Regions from separate parts of the Sus scrofa genome. Here region 2 is linked to region 1. Evidence: chromatin contacts called from public Hi-C data. All regions are on one chromosome and are shown on one strand. The core of a region is the stretch at or near the end of the contact, and the rest is flanking DNA. Distances in the headings are between cores, read along the strand shown.

The links. A called contact is a pair of places that touch in the nucleus more often than the background predicts.
Region 2: a Hi-C map of alveolar macrophages shows a contact between it and region 1, with 2.8 times the contacts expected there. A contact is called at or near these places in 2 of 5 promoter capture datasets (fetal liver and fetal skeletal muscle), 27 of 47 Hi-C or Micro-C datasets (adipose tissue, alveolar macrophages, blood and 15 more) and 2 of 2 datasets of targeted methods (alveolar macrophages and skeletal muscle).

The regions. Positions count from the first base shown.
Region 1 is chr5:8,940,968-8,945,460 of Sscrofa11.1, reverse strand. No RefSeq gene overlaps it. Among named protein-coding and RNA genes, the nearest start is that of RPL3, 21 kb to the right of the region's middle.
Region 2 is chr5:9,049,169-9,053,720 of Sscrofa11.1, reverse strand. LOC110260643 (a long non-coding RNA gene) reads left to right here. Exons shown (of 3, transcript XR_002343892.1): 2 at 510-759. Among named protein-coding and RNA genes, the nearest start is that of CBX7, 19 kb to the left of the region's middle.

The DNA of each region.
Region 1 (4,493 bases), core at 396-2,895:
GGAGTTCCCGTGGGAGGGGGCTGTCTGCTCCCCCTGGCTGCAGGGTGGAGACGGCCCTGGCTGGGAGGGAAACTGGCCTTGAAGCCTCCCAGCCCTTGACTCCACCGCCCTGACTCCAAGCCTCCTGGCCCCCCCAGCCTCCTCCCTTCAGAGCCCACGGAGAGGAGTGGAGGAGACGCCTCGAGAGAGTGGTTGGCCCGGGGCCCAGGGACTGAGAGTCAGGGAACACGACTGTGATTCTTTTTTATTACTCGCTGGGCATTTCACCCGAGCACACTAAGCCCCTAGCACTGTGATCATCAGAAAAGCTCAAAATAGGAGTTCCTGTTGTGGCTTAGCGGTAGTGAACCCAAATAGTATCCATGAGGACACGGGTTCGATCCCTGGCCTCACTCATTGGGTCAAGGATCCAGTGTTGCCATGAACTGTGGTGTAGGTCGCAGACGTGGCTCAGATCCTGCGTTGATGTGCCTGTGGCATGGGCCGGCAGCTACAGCTCCGATTTGACCCCTAGCCTGGGAACTTCCCTATGCCACGGGAGAGGCCCTAAAAAGCAAAAAAGAAGAAAAAGAAGAAAAAAGAGAAAAGCTCAAAATAAAGTGTTGCCTAGGACCAAAGTCCCCAGACACTGGAGTAACAGAGACGTGGGCTCAGATCCTGGCTCTCCCTGGCCACAAGGCTCTCCCTCACCCACAGGCCCTCTCTGGACCTCAGTTTTCTCATCTGTAAAATGGGGATCATGAAGCCACCCAGCACAAGGGGTCTGGGAGGATGAAATGGATGGGCAGGCAGGCAGGGTGCTGGCAGGACGGTGACATCGTGGGCTTCCAGAGAAGAAATCCTGGGAAGGGACCACTCTGAGCTGCGGGCAGACGAGATGTGAAGTGACAGGAGAGAGACAACCGTCGCGCAGTGACCATCCCCAGAGCCAAGGGGTGAGGAGGCGAGGGGGCCTGAAGGCCAATGAGGGGGAGGCTGAGAACCTACAGCCATGGTGGACCCAGCTGGCACCAAGGAGGAGAGCCAGGGACAAAGACCCCCCCCCTCCTCCAGCCCTCTCATCCACCAGTGCCTCCCTCCAGGTGAAGCTACTAGAAGCTGCTGAGGAGGAGACCCATGGCCCCAAGAACCCACCGGGTGGGGCTGCGGATGGGCAGGAATAGCAGAGCAGAGAAAGGCCTGGAGGCAGTGAGCAGAAAAGACTCCGAATAGCGTGAAAATGGCTTCACCAGCAAATGAGGCCTGAACCAGGCTTTGTTCTGGGCCTGGGCGACAGAGTGGTGACCAAGACAAAGTCCATGCTCCACGAAGGGGAGCGAGGGAGACAATTGGGCCCCAAGAGCTGTTTGTTTGTTTGTTTAATTTTTTTAGAGCCACACCTGCAGCATTTAGAAGTTCCCAGGCTAGGGGTCAAATCGGAGCTGTAGCCACTGGCCTACGCCACAGCCACAACAACACAGGATCCGAGCCGCGTCTGCGACCTACACCACAGCTCACAGCAACACCGGATCCGTAACCCACTGAGCGGGGCCAAGGATCGAACCCAGGTCCTCATGGGTACTAGTCTGGTTTGTTACCGCTGAGTCACAACAGGAACTCCCGCTGTTTTAACAGGAGGAAGTCTCTGTGGGGCAAGCAGAAACCATGCGGATAGGGAAGTGAGGCCTAGAGGGGAGGCAAGGACTTGCCCAAGGCCACCCAGCAAGTCAGTGACATAGGGAGCCCCCAGCCTCCCCACCACTGCCCCAAGGCCCAGGAGGCTGCTCGGCCTTCCAGGAGGTGGGGACCCAGGAATTCCCAGGCTGCCAGTGCCTCCCTTGGCCTTCCGCTCCCTCAGCCATTCTGGGCTCTAAACCTACTGTAGCAGGGTGGGCACCACGGGCGAGGGACACACCCTCCCCACCGTGGGGGAGCAAGCCACGAGGGAGGGAGCCACGTGCTTGCATTCCCAGACAGGCGGGCACATTCCTGCTGGGGAGCCACTGTGCCACCCGCCCCGCTCCCCGGCACACAGTGCCATTGTCTGCCCCAGACACTTTGAGCAGCCGCTGCGCCCGGCCTCTCACCCCGCCCCACACCCGCCTGTTGCCAGGTGGGACCCCGCAAGCAGAGCACCGCTGTCCCCGCCCGTAAGGGCTCCCCTGCCCTCTGTCTTGGAACCAAGCAAGGATCAGAGAGGAGAGGGGTCTTGCCCCCAGGTCACACAGACCAAAATCCAAATCCCTGGATCCCGAGTTCATCACTCTTCCTTGAGGACGCCTCCCTTAACCCCTGGACACCACAGCTCACGGCTCCTCCCACAGGCCAGGGCTGCGCGGGCCCCATACGCCCCGGCTCATCTGGCCCTGCCCGAGTGGGAATACCCCCATTTTACAGGCCGGGCAGCCAGCTCGGGGAGGCAGGAGTTTGCCAAGACCACCCAGCGAGCGGCAACAGAGATGAGACCTGGCCCAGGTCAGGAGCCCTGGCCCATACCCTCCTGCGGGAACAGCTCTAAGAAGCATCCAAGGGGGAAGTGCCCAAGCCCAGCCTCCCAGCGAGGTTAGGAGCCCGACACCCAAAGGCAGGGCGGCCTGGGAGGGACTGTTCGCTCGCCCGTCACACGTGTCCCCAGCCCACGTCCCAGGCATGCTGGGAGCTGGGCTGCGGGGTGAGGGCTCAGGGCTGCCCCACCCTGGGGGAGATGGGAGCCCCTTTGGGAGAAAACAAGAGATGCAGATCGGGTCAGATAATAAGTACTCACGGGGCAGTACGACTGGGGCTGCCTGTCTGAAATATCAACCCCTAGGAGTTCCCTGGTGGCAGAGCGGGTTAAGGATCCTGTGTTGTCACTGCAGTGTCTCCAGTCACTGCTGTGGTGAGGGTTTGATTCCTGGCCTGGGAACTTCCACATGCTGCAGGGATGGCCCCCCAAAATATATATATTTATGTATATAAATATATAATTATATATATATTATAGAATTAATATAAATATTTAAATAAATATATATATCCCCCCCAAACATATCAGCTTCCAATATCGACCCCTAAAATGACAACTTCCGATCCTTGTCCCGCGTTTCTGTTTCTGCTCGGGTCACTCACCAACCTCTTCTACCCCCTGCGGTAGAGCTCAGTGTCCTTCTTTGCTTCCTGAGAGTTCTGCACATGCTGTCCTCCCCGGACCCCTTCAGAAAGCCTCGAAGCCCCCGTCCCTCACGTCCTTTGGAGCTCATCTCGCTGACCTTTCATCCTTGGCTTCCTAGCTCTTCCCGCTCTGATTTATCAGTTTTACTTGTTTTCCTGCTAGGTCGGAGTTGGGATTTTCCCTCCTCCTGCAGGAAGGAGGATCAGTACTGCAAAACCAGCTCTAAGAACAAGACACAGGACTTCCTGTCGTGGCTCAGCGGAAATGAATCTGACTAGCATCCATGAGGATGCAGGTTCGATTCCTGGCCCCGCTCAGTGGGTTAAGGATCTGGCGTTGCCGTGAGCTGTGGTGTAGGTTGCAGATGCAGCTCGGATCTGGTGTTGCTGTGGCATACGCTGCCAGCTATAGCTCCAATTTGACCCCTAGCCTGGGAACCTCCATATGCTGAGGGTGGCCCTAAAAAGACAAAAAAAAAAAAAAAAAAGACACAGATCACTTCCGGCCCCCAGAAGCATCCTCATGTCCCTCTGGTCAGTCCCCAGCCCAAGAGGAACCATCCACCTGCTCATGACCTTTACGCGGCACAGGCCTCCTTCAAGCCCCAGATTTTGCCCCGCCCCTGCCCCCGCGCCCTGTATGTGTCTGTGCAGCTGTCTGTGGGCAGCAAGGGGGACCAGGGGGTTTGGGCTTAGCTTGAGCAACTAGGCGAGCAAGGGTGCCTTTTACTGAGCTGAGGAGGCCAGAGAGGAACAGGCTTGGGGTCCAGAGCTGTTTCAGGCCGTGGGAGTGGAGGAGGCGGCCAGGCCTGGGCCTGGGTCAGACAACACAGGCTCACCATGCCATTACAGCCTGAGAGTAGGGAATGTTCAAATGGGCCCTCCTATCATGGGAGGCACGCCTCTCTGCCACACACGCAGGGCCACCTGCTCGGGGTCAGGCCTCCCACCCACTTCCCCACTGGGAGACCCGGTTTGGAAAATCCTACTTCAGAAGAGGAGTTCAGGCCCCGCAAGGGAGAGTGACTCACCCAGGATCACACAGCTGGTTAGGGTTCAGCCAGACTCCTTGCTCGGCCCTGGAGTCTGCTGCCTGGCCCTCTAGGTGTGCCCGATCGACTGGGAGTGGCCAGTTCCCACTTAGGATCTAGCCCACAGGGAGGCTCTGGGTTAATGGAGAGGTGTTCAGAGTAGCAGCGTAACCCAGGAAGGCTCCCTGTAGGAAGCAGGCCTGGTATCGGGCCAGAGGAGCCGGTGGCGGGTAACCCCCACCTGAGGTCATCATCTTCCCAGCAGTGATGTCACCGCTCTGGCCCACACAGCTGGAGGACGAGGCTCGCTAAAGCAGGGCCAGGTAGGCAGCT
Region 2 (4,552 bases), core at 1,686-4,185, 110 kb before region 1:
CCATCAATAGGGCCTGGCCCAGGGGCAGGGGGAGGGGCAGAGGGGCGGGGGAGGCTGCACCTCCTTGGGCCAGGGCTGTGCCCCAGAGGAGCAGCCCAGACAAGCCGGCCGGCCTCGGGAGGGAGAAGATGGGCGCACAGCCTTGGGGGGGTGGGGGGAGGACATGGCACCTCTAGGGTCACAGGGCTGGAGTCTGGCGCAGCTCCGCTCTCCCCCAACCCTGCCATCTCCCTTCAGCCTTCTCTGTCTCCTATCCCTGTGCCCCACCCCCACCCCCGCAAGTGACAGCCCCCCTGCCCATCACAGAGCGTCCACAAAGACACTGGTCAAACTCCGGGATTCCTTGATGCTGGGCCCCTGCAGGAATGGCCAGGAAGGGCTGGAGCTGAGCCTCTAGCCCAGGATCTCGGAGACAAACCTCCCACCTTGACCCTTTGCCAACTGCACAGCAGACAAGCTGCCCACAGGAAGGGGCTGCCTCTCTGCAGCACACCCTCTATCCTCTGCAGGTGCCATGCGGGAACCCAAGGCATGGTCCCCAGTGGCCACTGTGGAGATGAGGCCACCCGGCCTAGTGGCTTAAGAGCAAGGACCTCGGGATCAGCCTGGCCTGGATTAAGCCTGGCTTTGCCACTCGCCAGCTGGTGCCCTCAAGCCTGTTCCCTGTCTCCTTCAAGCCTCGATTTCCTGATCTGTGACACAGAATCTCCCAGGATTGCTGTGACATTGAGCTGATACACACGAAGCACCTGGCACACAGTAAGTCCTCAACACACACTGAGCCCACATGGACCTGCCATGTCCTCCCCAGCAGGGCCAGACCCCCAGGTGTCCCCATATCGAATGCCCATCACATGCCCCGTGGTTTTCCCATAAAGGGGCTGGACTCCGGGCTTCCCTGGACAGGGAATATCCTGTTCTCGGCGTGGGGGGAGGAAGAGGAGCTGAAGGGACACAGCCGCACTGCATTCCTGACATTCTTGGCGGCAGCCCATCCAGCTGCCTGGAGCTGCCGCTGCCGGGGGTGCTGGCCCAGTGCCACGCTGTCCTGGCATGGCAGACTAGCATCCCGCTTGGGGTGCCCCTTGGACTTGGGGGGATAGGGGACCCTTGTCCTCCCAGTCCCACTCACCCCCAGGCTATCACAGAAGCTGATAACCCCCAACCCTGGAAGCAGAGATCTGGGGGAGTGTCTGGGGGCAGTCAGCCAACAGGGAAGGGGTTTCTGCTTTCTGCTTTCAAGTCTACTTTGGAGGGCTCCCCAGCCTATCCCCCACCCCAGGGAAGTTTTGGAGAATGGCCAGGGGACAGGGGTGGCTGGGCAGGGGGAGGAGAGGGAGAGGCAGTGACTAAAGACTGGATTCTAGTCTTTAGTACCTGGGACTGTTGCTTTCCCTTTATGGGACTCAGTTTCTCCATCTGCAAAATGGGAGGCTTCTCTCCCTGCTTTGGGCCATGTCAGCATCACCACGCTGCGATGTCACAGTGTAGTCACTGCCTCTTTGCGGAGCCTCTTCACCTGATCAAGGGCGGAAACCGCCCTTCTCTGCACTGAGGCCGTCCTAGCGCAGGTTACAGGGGTTTCCACTGTTTACCTAGGGCCAAGTCCATCCACAGCCGACTTCTGAGGCTCCGAGAAGAGCTGGAAACAATCCAGCCCCAGATTGGTCAGTTTCCCAATCCTCTTGCCTGGGTGCGCCTTGGGGATCCTGGGAGGGAAATGACTGCTCCAAGATCCCACAGTTGGCCACGCTGAGCTGGCTCTGGACCCCTGTTCTTCCCTAAAACCACCCAGAGCTGAGTTCATTCGTCTGCACATTTTTCTGCAAACGGCCTCTGGTTTCAGACCCATGAGAGCGGAGCATTCTGGGAAGGAGCCAGGACAGGGCAGCTCCACAGGGGTCTGCTCAGAAACCTCCTCTCCTGGAATTCCCGGTGTGGCTCAGTAGGTTAAGAGCCTGACTAGTATCCATGAGAATTCGGGTTTGATCCCTGGCCTTGCTCAATGGGTTAAGGACCTGGCGTAGGTTGCAGATATGGCTTGGATCCTGCCTTGCTGTGGCGGTGGCTGTGGCACAAGCTGGCAGCTGCAGCTTTGATTCGAACCCTAGTCTGGGAACTTCCATGTGCTGCAGGTGGGGCCCCAAAAAAAGAAAGAAAGAAAGAAAGAAAAAGAGAGGGAGGGAGGGAGGAAGAAAGAAAGAAAACTTCTCTCCTTGGGAAGCCAGGCACCCTGGAGCAGGTGAGCCCCGGCACTGGCCCTGTGCCCTCTTAGCTGCCCTCTGCCCTTGGGGAATGGAGGCACCCCACAGGGACGATGGGGGAAGGGCAGGAGGACACACCTGGGGCCAAGCCTGGGGCGCCAGAGTCTGGACTCCCTCCCTCCTTTCCTGCAGCTCGAGGGCCACCCCAAGCCCTCTGCTGGTTCCTAGAGACCCCCCAGAGGGGTCTCCCTCCGCGGCTCTTCACGCGGTTCAGAAGCTGATTCCAAGAGACCCGAACGCTCCCAGGATTCTGAGGTTCAAATTTTCCCTTCTGTGACCATTCTCTCTGTCCAGCCTTGGGAGTATTAGGCCGAGAAAGCCCCATTCTGTCATCTGCTCTTGCCTGGGGCTTTCCCGTCAGAGGGCAGCCAGGGCCCTGCTGCCAACAACGCCACCTTCCCCACCCCCTTGTCCCTCCGAAAGCTTGGACTCCCCCCCAAAGCCATCTTCTCCACTTGCCCTGCATCCCTTCCGCCTCCTGCCGGCTCTCCCTGTCTGGCTGTCCTGTGTGTGTCCTGACATCTGTCTGTCTGAGGGACAGTAAGAGGAAAAGGCTGGAACCCCACCCTGCTGGGTCCTCTGTGCTGGGAAATCACCTCCATTGTGGAGCTTGGGAGCCAAGGAGTACGGGTCAGGGTGGGGGGTGTATTGTGTTTGGAGAACGTGTGTCATGATCATGTGTGTGTGAAATGCTTGCTGAGAAAAAGGATGATAAACTGACACAGTGGAATAGTATGCAGTCATTACACATGACATCTTGCAAGAATAGGGAGGGATAAGGGGAATTCCCGTCGTGGCACAGCGGAAACAAATCTGAATAGGAACCATGAGGTTGCAGGTTCGATCCCTGGCCTTGCTCAGTGGCTTAAGGATCCAGCACGGCCATGAGCTGTGGTGTAGGTCACAGACGTGGCTCAGATCTGGCATTGCTGTGACTGTGGTGAGGGCGGCAGGCGTAGCCTGGGAACCACTATATGCCATGGGTGTGGCTCTAAAAAGACAAAAGCAAAAAAAAGGAATAGTGATGACATAAGAAATGATTGCAATATAAGATTTACTAAAGAGAAAAAAATGGGGACCCAGAGAGAAAAGTTGAAGTGAATGTGCCTCCATTGCTAACAGTGATTATCTCTAGGTTGCTAGACGATGCGCAATCTTGTCTTTCACTGATACCCTTGCATATTTTCTTTTCTTTTTGCTTTTTTTAGGGCCACACCTGCGGCATATGAAGTTCCCAGGCTAGGGGTCCAATCAGAGCTGCCGCTGCTGGCCTACACCACAGCCACCGCAACATGGGATCTGAGCCGCATCTGTGATCTACACTGCAGCTTGCCACAACTCCGGATCCTTAAACTCTTGAGCGAGGCCAGGGATCGAACCTGCCTCCTCGTGGATACTAGTCGGGTCCATAACCCGCTGAGCCACACTTTGCCCTTTTTCAGTGTTTTCTGCTAGGAACATGCGTTCGGTTTACAACCAGAAAAAGGTAACTAAAGGTGATAAAAAAAAACACATTAAGGATGAACTAGAAAGTAAATAAACATGATTTCAAATAAAAGACACCGAGGCCTGCTGGAAAATCTTGAACGTGAACCTAAGCCAAATGTCCAACTCAGCTCTCCCAACAGTGAGCACCTACTGCATGCTGAGGCTGGGCGGAGTGTGGGATTACAGAAACACCCAAGACACAGCCCTCCCTCCCTGGCCAGGGCACTGGCCGTCCACCGGGGAGGTGGGACAGTTACCAGTCACAGATAACGCTGACGCAGGTGGAATGCAATTCCCCTCCAGAGGCCCCCAGACCAAGAGAGAGATGGGGGATTCCGGAGGGCTTCATGGAGGAGGTGATGGTTCCCAGGAGGGCTTTAGCGAGGGCGAGCGGTAACCGGGAAGTGCAACGGGCAGAGGGGGTGGTTAGGGGACCTGCCCCTTGTTTGGAACATTGATTAACGACAGAGCAAGAGTGACAAACACTGCGCTCACTAGAGGCCTGCTGTGCTGGGTGGAGAGAGACACCGAAGCTGAGCGGGCACTCAGGGAGAAAGAATGCAAAGACAGATCAGCGATTCCTTCCCTCGAGAAACGCGTTTATCTATGCTAAGCATCTACTCTGTGCCACGCCTTTCCATCCCCAGACTCCCTTCCGTTCAGGTGGAGAGAATAGAGGGGAGAGGACTGAATTAAGGAGTAAAGTGTATCCGCCGCCGCCAGATGGTAAGAGGCGCTCTGAGGAGAGACGAGGCCAGGTGGGGAGCTGGGTGGTCTTCTGTGCGGCGCTGAGGGAAGAT